Regions from separate parts of the Mus musculus genome. Here all the other regions are linked to region 2. A link is a contact called in public HiChIP or PLAC-seq and promoter capture Hi-C data. All regions are on one chromosome and are shown on one strand. Each heading gives the region's core, a stretch centred on a gene start, on an enhancer-like site or on the middle of the called end of the contact. The rest is flanking DNA. Distances are from core to core; before and after follow the strand shown.

The links. Promoter capture Hi-C pulls out the DNA fragments that hold promoters and counts their contacts. HiChIP or PLAC-seq counts read pairs in DNA pulled down with a chosen protein or histone mark.
Region 1: an H3K27ac HiChIP or PLAC-seq map of T-cell acute lymphoblastic leukemia shows a contact between it and region 2, with 3 times the contacts expected there. The contact joins two enhancer-like sites. A contact is called at or near these places in 4 of 115 datasets of contacts at active chromatin or transcription factors (T-cell acute lymphoblastic leukemia and embryonic stem cells) and 2 of 9 other capture datasets (embryonic stem cells and liver).
Region 3: a contact with region 2 is called in a promoter capture Hi-C map of hippocampal neurons, with 2.1 times the contacts expected there. The contact joins the promoter of Ube4a here to the enhancer-like site in region 2. A contact is called at or near these places in 4 of 39 promoter capture datasets (the 3T3-L1 cell line, the C10 cell line, hippocampal neurons and 1 more), 5 of 484 Hi-C or Micro-C datasets (the G1E-ER4 cell line, the N1E-115 cell line and embryonic stem cells) and 4 of 9 other capture datasets (adipose tissue, liver, macrophages and 1 more).
Region 4: a contact with region 2 is called in an H3K27ac HiChIP or PLAC-seq map of T-cell acute lymphoblastic leukemia, with 2.9 times the contacts expected there. The contact joins two enhancer-like sites. A contact is called at or near these places in 1 of 484 Hi-C or Micro-C datasets (cerebellum) and 3 of 115 datasets of contacts at active chromatin or transcription factors (T-cell acute lymphoblastic leukemia, large pre-B cells and microglia).

Annotation. Positions count from the first base shown.
Region 1 is chr9:45,109,398-45,114,719 of GRCm38.p6, forward strand. It overlaps Gm10684 (predicted gene 10684), which reads right to left. Exons shown (of 3, transcript NR_033547.1): 2 at 588-1,362. Among named protein-coding and RNA genes, the nearest start is that of Scn2b, 5.8 kb to the right of the region's middle. Within about 2 kb of position 1,689, at least 7 of the 459 cell types and tissues checked have an H3K27ac peak or open chromatin away from gene starts, as enhancers often do. A contact at or near this core is called in T-cell acute lymphoblastic leukemia, where this site is marked.
Region 2 is chr9:44,689,351-44,694,689 of GRCm38.p6, forward strand. Phldb1 (pleckstrin homology like domain, family B, member 1) reads right to left here. Exons shown (of 22, transcript NM_153537.4): 19 at 5,024-5,140; 20 at 4,679-4,781. Among named protein-coding and RNA genes, the nearest start is that of Treh, 19 kb to the left of the region's middle. Within about 2 kb of position 2,446, at least 134 of the 459 cell types and tissues checked have an H3K27ac peak or open chromatin away from gene starts, as enhancers often do. A contact at or near this core is called in T-cell acute lymphoblastic leukemia, adipose tissue, hippocampal neurons and 1 more, where this site is marked.
Region 3 is chr9:44,961,350-44,966,946 of GRCm38.p6, forward strand. Ube4a (ubiquitination factor E4A) reads right to left here and starts at 4,251. Exons shown (of 21, transcript NM_001346698.1): 1 at 4,136-4,251; 2 at 1,988-2,083.
Region 4 is chr9:45,188,130-45,193,900 of GRCm38.p6, forward strand. It overlaps Tmprss4 (transmembrane protease, serine 4), which reads right to left. Exons shown (of 13, transcript NM_145403.3): 2 at 2,000-2,033. Among named protein-coding and RNA genes, the nearest start is that of BC049352, 4.8 kb to the right of the region's middle. Within about 2 kb of position 1,737, at least 51 of the 459 cell types and tissues checked have an H3K27ac peak or open chromatin away from gene starts, as enhancers often do. A contact at or near this core is called in T-cell acute lymphoblastic leukemia, where this site is marked.

The DNA of each region.
Region 1 (5,322 bases), core at 439-2,938, 420 kb after region 2:
CTGGAGGGGGCAGGAAGAGCTGAGGGGAGCAGAGCAGTGTTGTAAACTGTCCTCTGGACTTGACAGCAGCTGTGGGTACCTGCAGGAGATCGGGTTAACCGACATTCCAGCAGCACTGGGCGATGAGTCCAGGAGGTCCCACTCCTAGCTGAGGAGCTATTGAGAAAGTGTGGTGATTGATGGGCCAACCATTCCTCTAGGGGATGACTGGACACCAAGTGTGAACCATTGGATAGGAACAGCACTAGTTGGGCTCAGTGAGTTACTTAAAAAAAAAAAGATTCAGGCTGGAGAGATAGTTCAGTGGTTAAGAACACTTGCTGTTCTTACAGAGGACCTGGATTCAATTCACATTACACACATGGCAGCTCCCAGCCATCTGTAATTCTAGCACTAGGAGATTCATTTGGCTTCTGTGAGCACCAGGCGTGCATGTGACACACCTACACACACACACACACACACACACACACACACAAACAAAGCACCCATACAAACAAAATTTAAAAAATTAAAACAATTAAAAATTAAGATTAAAAAAAAGAGGACATGAAGGAGACAGGGTATTGCTTTGTAGCCCAGGCTACCTTAGATCTTTCTGTATCAGCCCCTGGAGTGCTGGGATTAAACCCACTACAGTAGCTTGAATCTCTGACGTCTGATTTTTTTTCCTCAAGTAGGGATACATTTTTAAATGATTCCCCAAGCCCTTCAAACATGACACGATTGTTATTCGTTCATTCTGTTTGCTTCTGGTGAACCATGGAAAAGAGTCACTAGATCTCTCTTTGTGCTCTTTGGGAGCCACAGAAAACATCTGTTGATGCTAAACAAAGATTACGTTGGAGGCAGCATCCTCCCCTGGACAGAGCAGAGTCTTAGGCTTTCCACAGCTGAGGTCCTCATAGAGGAAGAAACTTCATGTGTGGCTTATTGAGTTAAATTCTTTCTTGGGCTAAGAAGCCCATTTCTACTTCCTTAAACAGTGTGTGTATTGGAGAATGGCCTTCTTCTGCATGGCCTTCAGGATACAGAGTCAGGTGGATGGACGGTGATTTCACAACCATTGTTCTGGGTTTGAAACTAATTGGAGTAGAAGCTTAAGAATGGGTGGGGCAGCTTGGTCCTCCGAGGGCATAGTGCGGAAGCTTTGATATGTCCAACTTTGATTTGTTCCATTTGGTTCCCATACTGGGCTTGGCAGCTAGAACTGAGGAGAAAGGGCAAACCCACATCTCTCTCCTGTCCCTAGATTCCCGAAACCTTCCTTTTATATTTCGAAATTGAGGTAGATCCAGAGCTATCAAATACTAATACTTCAGGAGACCACAGGGAAAACCTGCTTGCTTCTTATCCCATGGCCTGAGAGAGAGAGAGAGAGAGAGAGAGAGAGAGAGAGAGAGAGAAAATGAATCAGGTAGACAGTATAGGAAAAAGGCTTTGAAGTTAAGTGGCTGTTTCAAGCCCTGGCCCAACCTCTTACTTCTTCATACCAAAAAGATTATGTGTATGCTTTGGGGCCTATTTTTCCCATATAAATGCTCTTGGCTTAGAAAGGGTTGCAAAAATCATGAAGTAAAAATATCATAAGCTTAAACTTCATCAAGCACATTAACCGTACTACATCACAGCTTATCCGTACCACACTATAGAGGCTTGGCGGCTCCCTAGTTGGTTGTGATCTCGCAGCTGACTGTGGTGGCTTACTATTGCTTTGCACTGAGAGACAGGATGTTATTTCTTGTTACTAGCCTGGGAAAAGATCAAACTTGGGAACTCATAGCACAGCTTCTAGTGAATGCATATGGCTTTCACATTTGCACCAAGTAGAAAAATTTTGTATGTCAAACCATGCTAAATTGAGGCTTACTTATGTAGGAGTGGATATTTGTGGGGCTTGTTTTATTTTTATTTTTAAAAAATTATGAGTCTGTAGTGGTCAGAGGACAGTTTGCAGCCTTGTTTTATTTTTAAAAAATTATGAGTCTGTAGTGGTCAGAGGACAGTTTGCAGCCATTGGTTCCCATGGGTCCTTGGGTGTCCTGCTTTGCTTTCTGTTGCTATGATAAACACCGTGACCAAAAACAACTTGGGGGAAGAAAGGGTTTATTTGTCTTGTATTCCCAAGTCACAGTCTGTCATACAGAGAAATCAGTGCAGGAACCTCGGAGCAGGAACTGAAGTCGAGACCATGGAGGAGCTCTGCTTACTGGCTTGCTCTGTTTGCTTTTCTGTACAACCCAGGACTACCTGCCCAGCGGTGGCACTACCCACAGGGGGCTGGGACCTCCCATATCAATCATTAATCTAGAAAATGTCCCACAGTTGTGTCCACAAGCCAATCTGATGGTGGCAATTCCTCAATGGAGCCATCTTTTCCTAGGTGACTCCAGTTGTATCAACTTGACAGAAAGGTAACCGGGAGACTCAGGTTGTCAGGCTTAGCAACAAATAACTTTACCCAGCGAGTCGTCTCTCTAGTCCAGGAATCCCCCACCCCCACCCCCCACCCCCAGTGACTAAATGAAGTAGCTTAGGCAATTGTGCCTGGGTTGAGCCTTCTAACCCTGTCACATTTGTTTGCCCAATTTGATTCATTGCTTCATTTTTTTTTTTTTTTTTACCATTTAATAACTGGTTCTTTGGCTTTTTATGTGATGCTAGCCAGTCTTTTTTATTTTTTTAAATAAATAACCCTTTATTTTATTTAAAAAAAAGTTTGTGTGTGTGTGTGTGTGTGTGTATGTATTTGTGCACACTTGCATGGATGTTTTGCTTGCATATCATATATGTGTAGTACCCATGGAAGTCAGACGAGAGCCTTGGATCCCCTGGAACTGGAGTACAATTGTGATCTGCCGTGTGGGTGCAGGGAATTGAACCCAGGCCCTTTGGTAAAACAACCAGTGTTCTTATCTTCTGAGGCATCTCTCCAGCCCCCTGCTATCCAGTCTGAATAGCAAAATCAAGTGATGTAATGATAGTGTCATCTGGTGATTCTGCCCCAGCCCCTTGTTAATTTTGATTTCTGTGAGTACAAAGTCATTCAACCAGACACCTAAATTCCTCTTTCCGTCCAAAGAAAGAACCTGTAAGGAAGCCACACAACGTTAAGGGCGTTGGGGGAATAGAGAGGAGACAGTCCTGAAAGACAGGAGGCTGCTGGAGACCATGTAAACTGGGTTTCTTCATCCTACAACAAGCAGTTTTTCTGTTTGAATTTTTAGTAGCTTTGGTCCCTAGAACACCAGGGCTACCATACTTACTGGTTTCCAGAAGCATCCAAGAGAAAGCAGTCCCAAGGGTTGAGGAGGTAGGGCTGCCCATGAATAATGGAGACTCTAGTGATTCTAGAAACTAGTCTTGGAACTGAAGGCAGTTGCTGGGCTTCCTTTAAAGGCTCTAGCCTTCTGCTCCTTTGTTCCTCCTCAGTGGATCCTGACCTCCCCAAGGCTAGTCAATAAGAACATGCATCTACATGGGCTGTTATCTTTTCCACAATGCTAGTGATGTGTGTGTGTGTGTGTGTGTGTGTGTGGTTGTTGTTGTTGTGCTGACATTGACACCTAGTTTCTTAGAGCCAAAGAGCCTTAGATTCCACATACATTGCTTTCTAACCCAGAACAGTAGCCTTCTTCCTAGTATCGAGAACCCATTTCTCAGGACTGCTGAGCTGGTCAGCTGCTTTGCAGATGTGGTTGGAGTTGTCAGGCAATCCGTGACCTCTTCTGTAAGACCGGAGTCACAGTACTTTTCTTCTTCAAACAGAGAAAAAAAAATTAAGGGAACTTAATGTTTTCCCACAAAGCCATAATGCTCAGAATAATGGTTATGTAACCTGTTCCTAAATAGGAACAGAAGGTTCTGGAACTTTCAAAGACCAGTCAGAATGTGTGTTTGTGGTTCTGGGCTCTGGCCCTCTCTTGACTTTTTATTTGTGCTGAAACGTCATCTCTCTCTCTCTCTCTCTCTCTCTCTCTCTCTCTCTCTCATCAAACAAGCAAACAGGGATGCATGTGCTGTGTTTGTCTGCCCTTCTGTTTCCAAGCCTTTCTCCTTCTGCATTCCTGCCTGCTGTACTTGTTGCCATCTCTGCTGCCAAATCCATATTCCTTCCAGGCTCTGCTTGAGTCTCATCTGGGTGATCCAGTTCTCGAATCTTCCAAGATGCCTTTACGCTAATCAGATTCTTATCTTGCCCTCTCTGTCATGTGATGCGTCATCTTCTCTCAGAGATCTGAAGCTCTTAGACATCATGGTTAGGTCTTTTCCTATGAACCTTTCGTCTCTAATTCTATATGGATCAAGTCTGGCAGAATGCCTAGGAAATAGAGGAGCCTGCACAGGAACCTAGCTGGTTAGTCACTCTGGTGAAATCTCAACCATTTCCCCAAATATATTCATAGATATCCACTAAATCTCATCTTCTCAGGGATCTGCAGAAGCCCAAGGCATCCTCAAAGTGCTACAGTCTAGCTGTGTGAGGACCCATTTACTGAAGCTCTCTTTTGCCCTATCCCTTGTCAAGTCAGTCCATAGTAGGTGAGAGGGTTATTTTGGACTGGAGGTCAGTTGTGTGGATACATACTAGCCATATTCCTGTTAGCCCAGAGACTGCAACAATATTAGTGACAATGTTGCTATTGTACCCAACACCCCCACCCCCAGACCAGACTGCACTCCTGCTCAACTGTGGCTTTGCGCCTTTATCTTCCTGTCTAGAATGGGCTTTCTCAAAGGCAGGTGTATCTTATTTATTTCTGGGTCTCCAGTTTCAGCCAGCGTCTAGCACATAGGGCTGTTACATAGATTCTGTAGTCCCACAGGATCCTTGCTTATTTCCCATGGTTTTAGTTAGGGATGGTCAGCTGTGGTCTGAGGGCGAAAGCTGTTTACTTCCATGTAATACATTTTAAGCTGAGTTGCAAGATGAAATCGTGTGCCTTTCTGGTTCTTCCCAGGCTAGTCATGCACCAAGACTCATCTTACTAGCCATCCCCTCATTTGTCACTTATCAGCTCTGTTGTCAGACTTTTCTGTCTAGGAACAGAAGTGCTTGGTGCTATCCACTGTCTCAGGGGTCCACTGGGACTCCTAGACTGCATCTTCTGTGGATAATGGAGGATTAGAGTACCTGAGTGGGATGAATGAGTGAATGTGCTCAGAGTCACAAAAGCACAGAAGGAAGAGGCAATTAAGAGGTCAGGAGTAGGTGGCTTTGGAAAGCTCTGCCGCTGAGCCATGTCTCCAGCTTTAGAGTAGATTTGTGAGTCTATGACCTTACAGAGTATCCGGGAGAAGAAAGGTATTTCTGAGGAACTG
Region 2 (5,339 bases), core at 1,196-3,695:
AACAAGCGAACAACAGAAATCATTTATCCGACTTACATAAAGGAACAGATTTACAACGGTTGCCACAGCTTTGTGTAGGCAACACTAATATCCCTCAAGCAGAGATGAGTTAATAAATTAGTGCCACACAATGGAATATTACATGGTTGCTGTTATGTAAGATGATACAGAATGTGTGTATGTGGTATGTATGTGTATGTGTGAGGATGTGCACGCCCACACATGTGCATACACACACTCAAGAGGCTGGGAGAGGGTGTCACTCTCTACCATATTCTCTTGAGATAGGGTCTCTCGTCGACCCCAGGCTAGGTTGGTTCCCAGCAATCCCCAGCACTCCCCATCTCCCTCTGTCACAGCGCTGGGGCAGCAGGGATGTACCAGGCCTAAGGAGTCCTGTGACCTGCACTCAGATCCTCATGTCTGACCCTCGGGTGCTCTTTTAGCCACTAAGCCATTGCTCCAGCCCCAAGAAACAACCGACAGGCGTAGAGGCGTGGGGGTGACTCTATAAAATGCACCAATGTCCGTATACATTCATAGATGTCCTGGAAACAGAAAGACTGCTAAGATACCTAAGAGGCAACCAGGAGAATGTGTTAGCTGCCACTGGGGATACGAACGTTGTTCATCTGAGTGTGTGCACATCAATAAACCTAGTGTTTTAGGATAAGGAGTTCAAGACCAGTTCTGACTACACAGTGAGCTTTAGGCCAATGTGGGATACAAGAAACAGTGTCTCACTTAAAAAAAAAAAAGTTAGCCTCGCATGGTGGCACATGCCTTTAATCCCAGCACTCGGGAGGCAGAGACAGGCGGATTTCTGAGTTCGAGGCCAGCCTGGTCTACAGAGTGAGTTCCAAGACAGCCAGAGCTATACAGAGAAACCCTGTCTCGAAAAACAAAACAACAACAACAACAAAAAAAACCAAACAAAACAAAACAAAATTTATGTTACCTGTGCTTGGTGGTGACTTATTTCTCAAAGTAAACTTTTTATGTTTTGATTTTGAACTATACAGATATGAATCTCGTGTTATTCAAGAAAATAAGGAAGGCAGGAGTAAAACTCAGTTGGCTGCTTGCTTGCCTAGCACACATGAAGCCCTGGGCTCCTAACATCACACAACCCCGGCATGGTAGGGCTTGGGGCTGCTCAGCGTTGAAGAGCTCCCACTTCAGACAACTCGAGAACCAGACGGGTGCGTGCACACACACACACACACACACACACACACACACACACACACACACACAATTTCAGAACTTGGGAAGTAGAGGCAGGAAGATCAGCAGTTCACGGGTTACCATTACCATAGCAAATTCAAGGCCAACCTGGGCTATGTGAAAGTCTGTCTCAAAAAGGAAAACCTAAAACAAAACGAAAAACCAAACTAAACAAAACACAGAAGGAAGCAGCCACAGAGCTGGGGATGCATGTAGTGCTAGCTCCGTGGTGGGCGGGGTTTGCCCCACCTCTGAGGGGCGGGGCTAAGAAGAACTGCCGTACACTGATTCCTACTGGGCTCTTTAGGCCATTCTACTCCCTTCATGTGAACAGCATAGAGCATATACATTGCACACAACATTCAAGGTCAGGGAGGAGGGGAAGGGAATGGGAGGGGGAGAGGGAGGGGGAGGGGAGCCGTCAGAGCAGAGGTGAACACTGGGTGTGGAGGAAGGGAAACAGGCCACTACAAACACCGATCACATGGTACAACTGCCACCCTCAGCCACCAGCTCCAGGAGAGGATGATACTAACCACTGAATTCAGAAGTGACAGCTACCAGTAAGCTCCTCTCATGGGTCCCTCTCCACTCCCCACACTCCGGGTTACTTCAGGCCCAGTTCCCTCCTCCCTCCGGCCTCCTGAAGGTCCTGTCCTAGCCTCTAGCCCTGCCTCTCACCTGACCTGGTGTTGAGGAATGGGTTTTAAAACCTTCTCTGATGGTTCCTCTTTGGGGAACCAGCTGCCTGTGTGTGCCTGGCTCACACTGCCGCCAACACATCCTTGCCTCGCAGCCTCCCCCACACTGAATTAGGTGGAGTCTCTTGAGATTCTCACTGTCCCCTTAGCAACCCAGCTCTTCACACCCCAGGGCCATCTCCCTCCTGTCCACAAACTCCTAACCAAGATCCACTGCGGGCCACTGCAACAGACACCACAGATTCTCAGCACAGAGCTTGCAACACTCAATGTGAACCTCTGTCATCCACACCTATATCCTCCTCCAACGGCAACAGCTATGTGCCAGGCACAGAACAGGCGCTCGCTTGCTCGTGGCAGGATGACTGAGTCCTAGGAACTGACACCTGCAAAGGGATCCTAGGCTCTTGTGCTAGGAAGTTACAACGTGGCGAGGAGGTACAGGCACACAGCCTAGTTGCTTGCCAGCGTGGCTTGGAGCTCAGGAGTACTCTGCCACATCTGAGGGAAGGAAGAGGTGTGAAAAGCAAGAGCCCATTCAGAGCACCCAGCATAGTCTGGCACGGAACTCGGCATCTGTCACTACAGCATTACACTCCGGGCTGATGTCACACAGCAAGGCAGGGATGACTGCCGGAGTGCTGAGGAGGGTGGGAACGGTTCCAGGTAAGGTGAGCGCCTGGAGGGGTTTACCCACGCTAATCTAATGTGCTTTCCTGTTGTAGGAAGGAGGAGGGCGCGGGTCCAACCGGCAAGCCACACCCAGGTCCTGGTGTAGCCCTAAACCCATCTCAGCATTTCCTCCTGGCCATCCTCCAGTGGTATTGTGCTCTGCCCCCCTTCTTCTTTCCCTGGAAATAGTAACAGGGAAACAGCAACCTTCGTACACTCTGTCCCGCCCACCTATCCTTGGTCTTGTGCAATCTGACTTCTGCCTGCTTGCATGGTGGAAACCCTTCTCTCCACAAATCTCAGACCCGGAGTCAAATGGCCTTTGGGCCACATCCTGCTTGACCCTCTGGTGGTATCTATCATGGCTGGTGACACCTTGGGCTTACAAATGTCTGTTCCCTTGGCTGGCTTCCTTCTGTTTCCGCTCCTCGTCTAAACGTGGTCTCCTTTGTTTCACAGGCATGAACCAAGATTGCCTTTGCCAAGCGCCAGCCCAGCACCTGGCGCACAGTCAGAGCCAGCTTCCTGCTTCCTTTTCTGCCTCTGCTGCTTTCTATCCTGCCTCTTCTCCACTCGTGGCTGCTCCTCCCCTCTCCTCGGCCTTGTCCTTGCTGAGAGACTGTGGGCAAAGGCTTTCTGAGCCCTGTTAAACTCGTTATACGTAACGGAGGTGTCAATATAGCGCTTTTGGCAAAAATTAGATGAGCCGATGCATCCAGAGTACCAACCGTTCAAGTGTCTGATGGACAGGCCCTGAATTTCCTATAATTATTACGCCAAGACTTTCAACTAGGGTCTGCCTCCCAGCCTAACCTTTTCCCTGGACCTAGCTAGACGCATCTCAGCCCCAGTGTGTCTGAAGTGGCTCTGCTTCTCAGGCTGACAACGTCCCTCTAGCTACACTCAGGCTTGTGTCTCTCCACATCCAGGACCCATGTCGACTGGGGAAGGCTTCTCCTTTTTTTTTTTTTTTTTTTTTGAGACAGGGTTTCTCTGTGTAGTCCTGGCTGTCCTGGAACTCACTCTGTAGACCAGGCTGGCCTCAAACTTACAGAAATCCACCTGCCTCTGCCTCCCAAGTGCTGGGATTAAAGGCATGCACCACCACACCCGGCTGGGGAAGGCTTCTTAAAAGGGCAGAAAGTCAAGAGGTGCAAGCAAGGCCCTGGGCCTGGGCATTCATGACCTGGAAGCCCTCCCCTTTCCAGGCTCTTGGTAGGTAGGGCTGTTTTCCCCAGCTTTGCAGGTGGCGGGGCTGAGTGACTGGTAGGCAAATGTGTCACACATTACCTCCCCGCTGAGACTCTTAATGTCAAAGCAAAGCGCCTCAGAACTCTCTTGGCTCTGCCAACACGCCCAGTAACGTTCCAGAAAGTCGCACTGTGCCTCAGAGACAGCCAACCCGCAGTGCACAGCGAGTTCATGTGGTGCATATGGAGGACTGCCGATCACTGCACCGTTGAGCCTTGGCTGATTAGAGGGCCACCCAGAACCTCGGGATCTAATGGGAAAGGCTGAAGGTATTCCGGGACAGGAGTCTACGCCAGAGACTGGATGAAGAAGAGCATCGTAAATAAGTTTCCTGGTTCCTGGACTGTCCCGAGAGTCCCTGAAACTGCTCAAGCGATTACCTCGAGGTCTCTGAGGGAGACTAAGGGGCAGTCCGAAGCCCAGCATCAGGGTATCTCCTGTCAGCAAACTCACTCACTGTATTTACTTTAACTCTCTGCTTAGCATCCAACTTCCTGACCATATGCACCAAGGGAGAAGGCATGACCACTTAGTTGTCTCTAGAGTCTAAAACAGGAACTGGAGTTTATGAGATACTCAACACCACCACAGAATGAATGAATGAATGAATGAATGATCGAACAAATGAATGAATGAATGAATGAAGAACAAACCAATGCGAATCGGGTGCACTCTGTACATTTTCAGGCGTGGGAAGCCAAAGCCCATTAGAGCCTCTGGCCCTCTACTTGGAAGCTTGGCTTCCTTCTAGCAGACCAGACAATCCAGCTGTTGGAACCCAGGAGCCCCCTCCCTGACAGGCTCAAGGGCAGCCTGTGGGAACTCACCCACGTAATAGGAAAGGGTGCGCTTCAGCCGATCAAAGACAAACCAGCGCTTCTTCCACGATTTAATCTTGCCACCCATCTTGATCAGGTAGCCACGGCACACCTGGTGGGGAGCAACGGCAAAGAAGTAAGTGAACATGGAGCTCTGAGCTTGTCTCCTTTAGCCACCCGCCTGTGTCTGCATTTCCAGAGGCTATCCCTGGCTAGCACTGAAAAGTACTGAGACAGTACTGACAATGTTGGGACAGACTGAGGCCATCCCAAGGTCCCCGGGGGTGCTTCTGAATAGGATCTGACTATGAGTAATGCCCCCCACCCTCACCCCAAGCCACATAGGTCTGGTACCTTGCTGCTAAGCACCACATGTAGGCAGGTGTCCACCCCGTGGCCTGATGACTCTATGTGGGTCTTCAGATCAAAGTCCTCCTTCCGGTTGGGAAGGTAACGTGTAAGAGGCCGTGCCTGAGGGGCAAGCGCAGGGACAGCAGAGTTATTTTTCCTTTCTCCTGGTTCACTTGTTCTTGTTCCTCTGCTTCAGTCCTGACCCTCCCCCAATGTCACAGCACCCCCTTCTCAAGACCCTGCATCGAAAGACCAATGAACATAGCTGGCAGGATGGTTCAGTGGGTACAGGAGCCCGCTGCCCAGCCAGATGGCCTGA
Region 3 (5,597 bases), core at 3,001-5,500, 270 kb after region 2:
TATAGAGAACTCTTTTTCTTCTCAGTTGCTAGGTTAGCAAAGCCCAAGCCCAGAGTTGCCACCTTTAAACCATCTATAAAATCCCTACCTCCAAATTAAGCAACCAGACAGGAAAACAGAGTATTTTAGACTTTTCAGTTATAAAAGTCAACAATAAAAGTTTGTAGCACACGTGTATATAGGCAAATTCCATAACCACATGAGCCAATGTGATGTGCATGCATAAGTGTGTAGCACACATGTATGCAGGCTAACTGCATAACTATACGAGCCACTGTGAAGTCTGTATACGTGTACATGTGTGTACAGTGATATGAGAGTGTGGCACACATGTGTACAGACAAAGTCTGAAACTACGTGAGCCAGTGTGAAGGGTGTATGCATGTGTGATACAGGTACATGGCGTACATGCATGAAGTATGGAGGCCAACAGAGGATGCTAGGGATCCCATGCTGTTACTTTCCTTATTCCCCTGAGACGGGGGCTTACTGATCCTAGAGTCAAGATGAAAGCCAGCTAGCAGTACCAATCCTCCTGTTTCTACTCCCCATAGTGCTAGGGTTACAGGTATACTTGTGGACACATCTAGCTCTTTATGTGGGTGTCGAGGATTTGAACTCGGGTTCTGTTTGTGCACCAGCAACTCTTACCCACCCACTAAGTCATCTCCAGGCCTTTTTATTTTATTTTATTTTTTTAATTAAAAAGTCGAGCCTCACTGTGTAGCCCAGGCTATCCTTGAATGTACAGTGATTCTTCTGCCTCAGTCTCCAAGTGCTAAGATTACAGGCATGTATCGCAATGCCTGGCTTGAGTTATTTTATATTTAAAAAAATACAACTGAATGATCCAGCTCATTAGATAGGAGACAATGATCTGCAGCATATATATAAAAAGAAAGCTGAAAGCAGGAAGAACAGGACATATTCTCAAAACTATCAGGAGAGAGGGCTTAGCACCACAAATGGCATCACTTCCTTTTTAATTCTATTCTCTTCCATTATATACACAAGCTAACTTTCTATTACATCTTTTCCCTGCTTATAATGGAATTTTAAAACTTCCACAGAGCACTCCTGGCAGATCAACTGTGCTAGCCTCTAGGACCCTCAAGTACAAGTTCATATCTGATTCTGAAACTATCCTCCAAACCACAACGCTTAAGCAAATGTTCACGGGCAGTCTCAGTCTTCCAAGTGATTACTCCTGAGCTGCACGTAGCCACACCACACCATTCCTCGAGATCTACTTCAAGGCACAGACTTATTACATCTGGAGATGCAGCAACAGGCCAAGCTCCCAGGCCAGACACTGTGGCGCTTCAGTACCTATGCATATGTAGAACAGAGAATGAAAATAAGCCTGCTATCACCTCAAATGCTGCCCTAGTCAGCTTTAACTGTCAACTTGACATAGCCTAGAGTCATCTTAGGGGAAAGCCTGGTTTGAGATTGCCCAGATCAGACATTTCTTTGGGGGAATTGTCTTGACTGGCTAGCTAATGGGGCTGGAGAGATGGCTCACTGGTTAAGAGCACTGACTGTGTTCTTCCAGAGGTCCTGAGTTCAATTCCCAGCAACCACAAGGTGGCTCACAACCTTCTGGTGTCTGAAGACAGTGACAATGTACTTAGATATATAAAATAAGTAAATAAATCTTAAAAAAAAAAAAAAGCAAGCAAGCAAAGCATCAGCCAGCAAGCAACATTCCTCCATAGGTTGTACTTCAAGGTCTTGCTTGAATTCTTGCCCTGACTCGCCTCAGTGATGGGATGTGACTTGCAAGTGCACAAATAATTCTTTTCCTCCTTTGAGTTGCTTTTGGTCAGAATGGTTTATAATGACAACAGAAAGAAGACTAGAAAGAATGTTACAAACAAAACAAGGTTTTGCCTACCCCACTGAAGTCATCGTTCTCGTATCTACTTAAAATAGGTATAGAGAATTTCCTTCTTTAGAAGCAAGGCTAAATCATGTGACAACTTACAGGAAAAAATGAGGGCCCACAGATCACCTGTTGAGAACCTCGGTGGAGATCCAGGTTAGACTTAGTCATTGAGCTTACACATGAAAATAAAAGTACCTAGGAAGAAAAGAAAGGTCTGGTGAAATGGACCCTCGATACCTGGTTTGGCTTAATACTTACTCTACCTATTTTAAGTTTCCCAGCTTGAGTAGAGTAGTGCATACCTGTAATCCTTGCACTTGGGAAGTGAAAACAGGAGGATCTTGATGTCAAGGCCAGCCTGAGCTACACAGTGAGACCCTGACTCAGAAATAAATAAGTAAGAGGTTGAAGAAATGACTCTACCAGAGTACCAGAGTCTGGATCCCAGTACCTGAAACAGGGCAGCTCACAAATGCCTGCAACTCCAACTCCAGGGACCTGACAACTCCTGCTCTCTGTGGGCATCCACACACTCTTACAGGTACACATCCATAAAAAAATAGATTCTTTAATAGGAAAGAAAGAAAGTGAGAGAGGGGAAGAAACAAAGAGATTAAGAGAGAGAGGAAGAGAAGGAAGGTAGGGAGAGAGAGAGAGAGAGAAAGAAAGAGAAATGGCTCAGTGGTTAAGAGTACTTGCTGTTCTTTTAGAGGACCACAGTTTAGTTTCTAGCACCCATGTCGGGCAGCTTACAACTTTCTGTAACTACAGCTCTTGGGGATCCAATACCCTTTACTTTTGTGGGCAGCTGCACACATATGGCATGCATATATACAGAAACACATATGGAGACATAAGCAAAACTAAAAAAATTATCTTTAAAAAGAAACAGTAATAGTAATAATAAACCCAAATTCCTTGTTTTCAGTTGCCACACAGAAACACATCCACTTTCTTGATAGCTTTTGGGATGGCACAACTACCAGCCCCCCCAAGGCTTTTGGATTTGATTCATTTTTAGTAAGTAACTTCACTTTACATACCTGCTGCAAAAGTCTACATCTCTAGGAAGTGTCAACCATTGGACCCATACAATTCTCTCATTTTCTCCTGACTCAAGCTTCTACTTATATAGAGTGCTGCTAATCCTTTAAGGCCACTACTGGCTCCTGAGAGCATACAGATATTTTAAGATCATGTCCAATCCAGTTTTAAAGTAGAACTATTGGTAACACTGAAAAACAGATTGCTATAGCCAAGTTCTATGGCTAAGGTGGGGTTGGGTGTAGCTCTGTTCTAGAGCACTTAGTATGCACCAGGGCTTAGTTTATAACCCCAGCAACTCCCTACCCCAAGCCCAAATTACACTGTATTAAATTGTACTCCATAAAGTCTCTATTTTGGAATTTAAAAATGTTCCCAAAGTAACATGTCTACCTGGAAATACCTTCAGTGTTACATTAGGTGTCGTAACAAAAATCCTTGCAATACGTTTATCTGCAAGCTAGGATCTCATCAAGTGAAGCACATACACGTCCGAAAACAAAAAAAGAACACAACACAACAAACAAAACCGTCTCTAACAAACCCTGGCATTTCATCTTGGGCCCCATTTTATGTCTCTGGGACCAAAAAAGTCAATGACATTGAGACTTAACCCATTCTTGCTCTAGGAGACAAAAAAGAATCCTAAAAGGAACAATACTAAACACAAAACGTCTGACTCTATGGTCAATCTGAGAAATGTTTTCTCGACCAAGAAAAACTCGAGCAGAATCCAAAGAGCTACAGCTGGGAAGCCGTCACTCGCTTTAAAAGTCAACCTCTTGCTACACGCACCCTACTGGTTTGATTGCTATGAGTCGAGCTTCATTTTGTCTCCTTGGCATCTGGCACTGTCGTTCACTCTTCGTATTTTATCCTTTGGGGTTCAGTAACATTCATAGGCAGCAGGGAGACCCACCCACCCTGCGCAGGTCCTAGATAAAATAAGTCAAAAGACAGCCACAGCCCACACTCGGGCCTTTCCTAGCAGGGACTTGGCAAAGAAGAAGGGAATGTGCAGAGCCACCGGACGCCGGAGCACCGTAAGGGTTTCCAGATTAGACAGGGTCGAAGTTCAAGACGGACCCGGGTCAGGCAAGCAGTTGAGAACAGCAGGCATGCAGGGGCCTTGACTGGCAATTGCTTAGGAGAAAACCGGGTCGCAGCCTCAACACTCTCGTCCTCTTATACCTTGCCTCTTACCGGAGCCTGAAAGGGCAGGGACGACGACACCTCACAGCTACAGCGACCAAAAGGTTCTTACTTCCGACTCAGCAAGGCAACCGGAGCTGACATCATCGCTGAGCGCCGAGCCTGTTGGGTCTTTACCCCGCGCCGGAAGTAGGGCGGTGTCGGGCTTCGCTAATGACAGAGAAAACACCGAGGAGGCGCATGCGCACGTTTGCTGGCAGCTAGCGAGGGTGGGGGGCGGGCCGGAAGTGGCTTTGGGATTGGGCTAGGCAGCAGGGCGGGGCGGGGCAGGGTTGGCTATGACTGCGTGCTTTGAAGTTTTGTGGAATATGAAGCTAGACCTTGGAAATCCATCTCTTGAGGGCAGATACACTATTGTGGTGTCGGGCTCTGCACAGACTGTGACTTTTTGCTTTTTACGCTCCCTTCTGTCCTATGGCTTTTTGGAGCCGTTTCACTCGTTGTGGCTTAGAAGCAGTAACAATACCAACAAGGACAATGTATAAGACGTTTTGAGCAGGTATTAGGTGCCAGGCAGCGCGCTATTTTGGGTTGGTCTTAGATTTATCTATACAATGCTAACAGTATACAGCCTACAAGTCTGGTTAATTTTTAGTTTTTAATTTTGAAAAATATTTATGAGCATTGATTGGTGTTTTGCCTGTATGTATGTCTGTGTGAGGGTGTCAGATTCCCTGGATATGGAGTTACAGACAGTTGTGAGCTGCAATGTGGGTGCTAGGAATTGAATCTGGGTCGTCTGAGCCATTTCTCCAGCCTTGGTTCTTAGTTTTAGTAAGGAAAATGAAAATTAAAACTGTAGTGAGTGGGACACCGTGGGGCATGCTGTAATTCTAGCACTTGGTACATAGAGACAGGAGAATTGAGCATCCGAAGTCATCCTCTGCTATTCAGTGAGTTTGGACTAACCTAGGGTTACTTCAAACCAACCATCCAACCAACCAAAACCCTACCCTATTCTGAGATACCCCTTAAAAAAAATTATATTGGCACAGCTCAATACCTCAGCAAGAGATTGGTAGCATACATGCATAGGAGTACCAGGCACTTCTTTGCTGTACTTGATAGTGTATATCTATATAACTGCTATGAAGTGAGATTTAGTTTAATAAAATTACATGTTCAGATATTTTTCAATGATATCTTTTATTCTTATTTGTTACTAATACTTTACATATATTCTAAGTGACATTTATTGTTAAAGCTAGACCAAATCCCTAACAATGACCTACAAATAATGAGACAGGAGACAATCTTGTCTTAGACATGACCTCCCAAATGCAACAAAATCTATAAAATGGAATTTATCAAAAAGACTTTTGCATTTCAAAAGTCACCATTAAGAAAGTGAGGTTGGGGCAAAGATTAATATTATGTGTTGTGTAAAAAGCCATTGCTCTGAGCTGAAGAGATGACTCAGCGGTTAAGAGCACCGCCTTACTTTCCAAAGGAG
Region 4 (5,771 bases), core at 487-2,986, 500 kb after region 2:
TGCATTTCCCATCTTCCCCTCTTGCCTGTTTTTCTCCCAAAGCACTTATCATCTCTGACCTACTTTGGCTTGTTTTCTGTCTCCTCTCACCCCTCCCTGAAATGGAAATGAAGCCACCATGGAAGACGGTGTCTTTTGTGCATTTCCGAGTCTCCAGTGCCTAGAGCAAGGTCCACAGTAGACACCCAACTAGTGTCCACGAGATGGGAAACGATCCATCCTTGGCTCTGTTCTTTTAGGCGCATCCTGTCAGCCCTTCTCCAAGCTCACTTTATTCGGTCTCAGACAGTGCCAGTCATGTGTCTGGCTCTACCCACAGTCCTCTGCTCAGCTGAAACTCAGACTGATGTCTGCCAGAGGCCAGTGCCCCATACATGATGGTATCAATGGCCTGATAAGAAAGCTCAAACTCTGTGCCTCCCTGATGGAGAGTTTTAACTGTACAGAGGCCCAGTACTAAGGATGTGAAAAAAGACATGGTATGGCCTGTAAGTTGTTAGGACCTGCCACAAAGTAATTTTATCAATAATACTAGCTGGTCCTGTTTTTTTTAAAAGTCCTTACATCAAGTCTTCATAATTACCCTGTTCCCATGGCCACGGACACATCAATATTTTGTTCAGTCATCCATGCATGATATGTTTACTGGTCACCTGCTTCTGGGGACATGAGGTTGACTTGTTTTCACCGTTATCGAACAATCTATTGGATTGTGTCCAAGCCCAAAGGTGTGTCCTGGCTCTTCCTTCTCTGGAAGGGATATTCCTCAGGAAGGAACTTAACTAAAGTTTAGAAATATCCTCCATGCCTGTGGTTGTTCCTTCTGTCTGTTTGTCCTGCCATTGCTTTTAGATAGAGCTTCCAGGAAAGTGGTATTTCCCCTGTCCCTTCCCTCTTGAGTGACAACAGGGACTCTGGTCACATTTACTTCTGGACTTTAGTACTCTGAACCTTTTACGCTGTGTAATTGACTTCATTTACTAACCCAAATGGATCTCACGGCTAATTCAGCGTACACACACACACACACACACACCACACACACACACACACACACACACACACACACACACACACAGAGTTACATCCACAGGCTGGTTTTCTGGTGCCAAATGACCTGAGTGTTATTCCTGACTTCTGGGACTCAGGAGCTCAGATCTCACCCCATCGCCACCCCCATCCATGGCTGGCTGACTCATCTAGCCTGGTTTATACAGTGTTCCCCATCACCTGAGCAGCTGCACGGTCTCTCCTTTCAGCTTCCTTTCCACCAGGTGTTCTGGTTTGGCAGTTGTTGGGTTTGTTCATTGGGTGAGGCACAGGAAGAGCCATGGGAAGCCTGGTGCTCTTTGGGGACTCTGTGGTCTACTGTTACATTAACTCCAGAGCACAAAGGAGGTACTGTTTCTACTCGCCGAGTTATTGTTTCTGGTTATTATTAACTTGTGATTCAAATAAAACGTTAATATGAGTGGGATTGCTCATTGTCTTATGGATATGTTCCCTGTTCATTCGTCTTGCCGATATGAAGGCTCTCAGAAGTAAGCATTCAAGAAAATATAATAGGAGGGGTAAAACCCTTAAAGCTGGGAGCTTTTTACTGATTCACTTATCTGTCTCCTTTAGTCAGAGATCCACAGCTATTTTCTTTCCTAACAGTAAAACACCAGTGTCCCGAATTCTTGGTGGCATGAACTCCATGTGACCAGGGCCTACGCTGCTCTATTGCTCAACCCAACTCCATGCAGATCAGGGTCTGGCAGAATAGCCTGGGGAGTCACTGTTCTTGGCCATCAGGCTGCTGGTCATATTCCCCAGAGACCAAGCTTTTTTTTTTTTTTTTTTTTTTTTTTTTTTTTAAACAAATCCTGGAACGTATGAGTACTTAGTACTTCTTGTTGAAGAATGGATGGATGGTGGACTGAGGTCACACATAGCATTAGCACAATGGTGGCTCACTCAGTAGCTGAGATTCAAAGACTTGGGGATGTGAACTTACCACGGTTGTTGAGGGGTTGGCCACTGTCTGACTCCTGCAATGGAAGGGAACAGATTAAGTTGAGTGAGGGAACCTTTGAGATCTGGACCAGCAGGGCCCACTTCCTGGGTATATTCTTCCTGCTACGTATAAGCTACCAGATGAAATGAAAAATTCACCCATACCCCTATTTGACCTGCCTCAACTAGTTTGCCACTTGTAGAGACTCGTTAGGAGCCTCAGAAACGATTGGCTGCCCGACTGTTATCTGTATTGCTTCTTCCTTTGTCAATCATTTGCTTATTTTTACATATATTGTATTTTTTTGTAGAAACAAATAAAGGGGATGCTTAAATGTCCAATAATGTCAAAAGATGTTCACTGCCGTTATTCATTACATAAATGTAAACTCAGGCTTCAGTGAACTAACTCTCTCTCTCTCTCTCTTCCTCCATACATTAGAAAGGCTAAAGTTAAAACACTGACAATATTAAGTGTTGGTGAGAACACAGGACATGGAGCAACTGGGATGTCTATGCTTGCTAGTGGGATATAAACTATAGCAGTGCTTTGATTAAGTGATTTGATAGTAATCACAGGGCTGGTTTATAGATTGATGGCTCAGCAGATCTACTGTGGGATGTAATCACAAGAAATATATATATATATATATATATATATATATATATATATATATTCTTGAGTTTTCACAGTAGCATTGTTTGTAATAGCTAAACATTGGGAAACCCTTAATGGTTGAGTAGCAAAATAAATTGTGGATTATCTACACAATAGGATTTCAGCAGTAGATAGGAGCAAACTTCTTACAACTACACTTTTCTATCTAAAAATATTTTTATGTGTATAGGAATTTTGCTCACATGTATGTCTGTGTACCATTTCTGTGCCTGGTACCTGTGGAGGCCAGACGAGGGCATCAGCTCAGTGGTTAAGGACTCTTATCCACTGAGTTCCTCTCCAACCCCCTGATCCTCTATGATGTCAGCTTGACTGGACTTAGAAATGCCTGTGAAGGGCTGTGTAGATGTCTCTCTTGGTTAATTGCTTGAAGTTAATAAGCATGAAGGCTTGAGTTTAGATTAGTAGCACCCACATATAAGGCTGAGTGTAGTGGTACACCCCTAGAATCCTGGCTCTGAGGAGGTGGAGACAGGAGACTCCTCTGAGACTTGCTGCTATCTAGTCTAGAAAATCAGTGAGCCTCAGATTCAGTGAAAGACCCTGTCTCAAAAATAAGGTGGAGAGTAATCGAGGAAGACACCTACCGTCGACCTCTGCCTTCCACATACACATGATACAGACATGTACACACATATGCACATATGCACAAACATGTGCACACACATACACAGAAATGCCTAGGACATGGTGAATCACATTCTGGGTATGTCTGTGTTGACATCTCCAGAATTGACAAGATCATTGGTTTAATGGATTAATTGACTGATAGATTCATAAACACAATGGCATTATTGGGAAACGGTAAAAGTTTGGGAGTGTGGCCTCATGAAAGGAGTTAGATCCTAGAGGCAAGTTCCTAGAAAGTGTATCTTGCCCTGAACTTTCTGCCTCCTTGGTCATCACCAAACTGGCCGGAGAGGGTAACTTTCAGGACGAGGATGAGAGCAGCTCAGAGCACCTGGTCCTACGGACACCTAGTCAGGAGATAACGAGACGAACAGCAATTTACACACAACAGGCAAAGCCTTTCCATTTAACCTAGTCAGCTCCAGATTAAAAAGAACTGAAACCAAGTGTGTGGTAACCACAGTGGTTAGCATTCAATAATGGCTAAACTAAACAGATGAATGAGAAATATCCATACTGTGCCAGACCCTGATCCACTAAGAAGAAGATGTCAGAGGTTAATAAGCATTCATCCCAGCAGATAAAGAGAGGTCCCCCCCAGAAGACAACTGAGGGCCCTTGGAGGGCTTGGGGGTATATGTGTGACTACAAATAGATAAGCCAGAAAAAAACCCCAGAGGGCTTGAGGGGAGCTTTCAGGAGAAAGTGGGGATAAGAAGACAGTATCTGGATGAAGATGGGGCCAAGGGAAAGGGTGAGAACAGTTAGAGAGGTCACATCTGAGTTGTAACTTGAATGACAGAAAGGTACTGGCACTCAGGTGCAAGTGTGGGTGATGGAAGAAGCTGCAGAGAAGTGGGCATGGCTGGAGGGGAGGCAGAAGCATCAGAGAAGGAGATGAACCTGTGTTCGTTTGGAGCATTAACACAGTGAGTGGGCTTTGTCTGTGGACCCGTGCCCTTGGATGTTAAGCAGGTTAGGGTATCCACATAAGGCTAGAGGGGGTTGTGGATGCTGAGAGCATTTGTTGAGTGGATCCTTCCCATAGGTGCATTCTTTTTTATTGACTGTACCTGTGTGTACATGCTTCCATTAGTTGGAGCAGGTGGGATGAATTTTTGTTTTTGTTTTGTTTTTTACTAATTCACTAGGCATTGACTACCTATGATGGATGAAAGTTATTCTAGAAGCCAAGACACAGAAGGAACAACAACAGCAACAACAACAGCAACAACAACAACAACAACAGTGCAGTCTACACCTTTTTGCGCTTTGGCTGCTCATTTTGAGCTGAAGTGGCCTGATACTCCCGTCAGGCAATGTCTCCCACTGCTGGCTGCTCAGTCAAGCCTGTACTGTACAGAATATCGTCCTCGTTCACAAACAAAAGGCAGGAAACAGTGAGTCAAGTTAAAACACTGCTCCACAGTCACGGAACCATGACTGCGCCATTAATCCCCGCATCTAAACTCTTTCTATGGGTGAGATAGAGTGAATATTGAATAAATGGTGTTGAATCAGTACATTAACAAGCCTGTCTCAGTTTTAAGACTTGGTCTTGGGCCAGCTTTTAAGAATCTGCCTGTAAATACAGTCACACAATAAAATATTACACGGAAGTAAAAATAAAACTATAAGTTATCTCAAATGAAATGGAACATTAGCAATCGAGTAACAAGGGTAAAATGCCGACAGGTTACCCATAGCTCCGAATCCTTTTTGTGAAGAAGCAGGAGAATAATAGACATGGGACTGCGGATGGGCGGGGCTTACATCAGCCAAGTGGATAGTAAACAGGTGCAGCCAATTTTTGTTAAATTAATATGCAAAAGAGACTTGCCCTTCTACCTCAGCAGGGGCATGGGTGTGCATGTGAGAGACGACAAGGAATTTCATGAGTATAGAGGGTGCTCTAAGCCCCAGTTTCTGTGTAGATTTATGGGAGCTTACTGTAATCTTAACCTAGCTAGTTAATGAGTTACTAATAAATCCTGTGTGGATCAATAGTGAAATATTATTATGAATCAAGGTATGGTTTAGGCAACATTGTGCACTCACAGAGAGACCAAAAGGCTGTCATCTGTCTGTGCCAAGTAGTTTGGGGAGCTTAGCCCTTCTCGTGGTTCTCTTCTGTAGCCTTGAAACCTCTTATTCTCTGCCCTTTCTGGAAGCTTCTAGACAAACATCTCTGACAGAGAGATGCTGTAAATGTGAGACTGTCAAACTTCCAGGAAGTGGAGATGTTGCAGTTAATGAGTACCAGGGCCAGTGTCAGTGAGGCAGGCTTGCTTTGGGGCTGTGAATGGTGACTGGGGACCACCAATGTTAGAGATGTTCTGAGAAGAGTAGAAAGAGGAACTGGAGGGCAGTTCCATCCCCCTCTCAGCCCAGAGTAAGTCCTGAACTGAGGAAGAAAAAGATGAGGTGGAGTCATGTGGGTACCATGAGGGACTCAGATCCCATC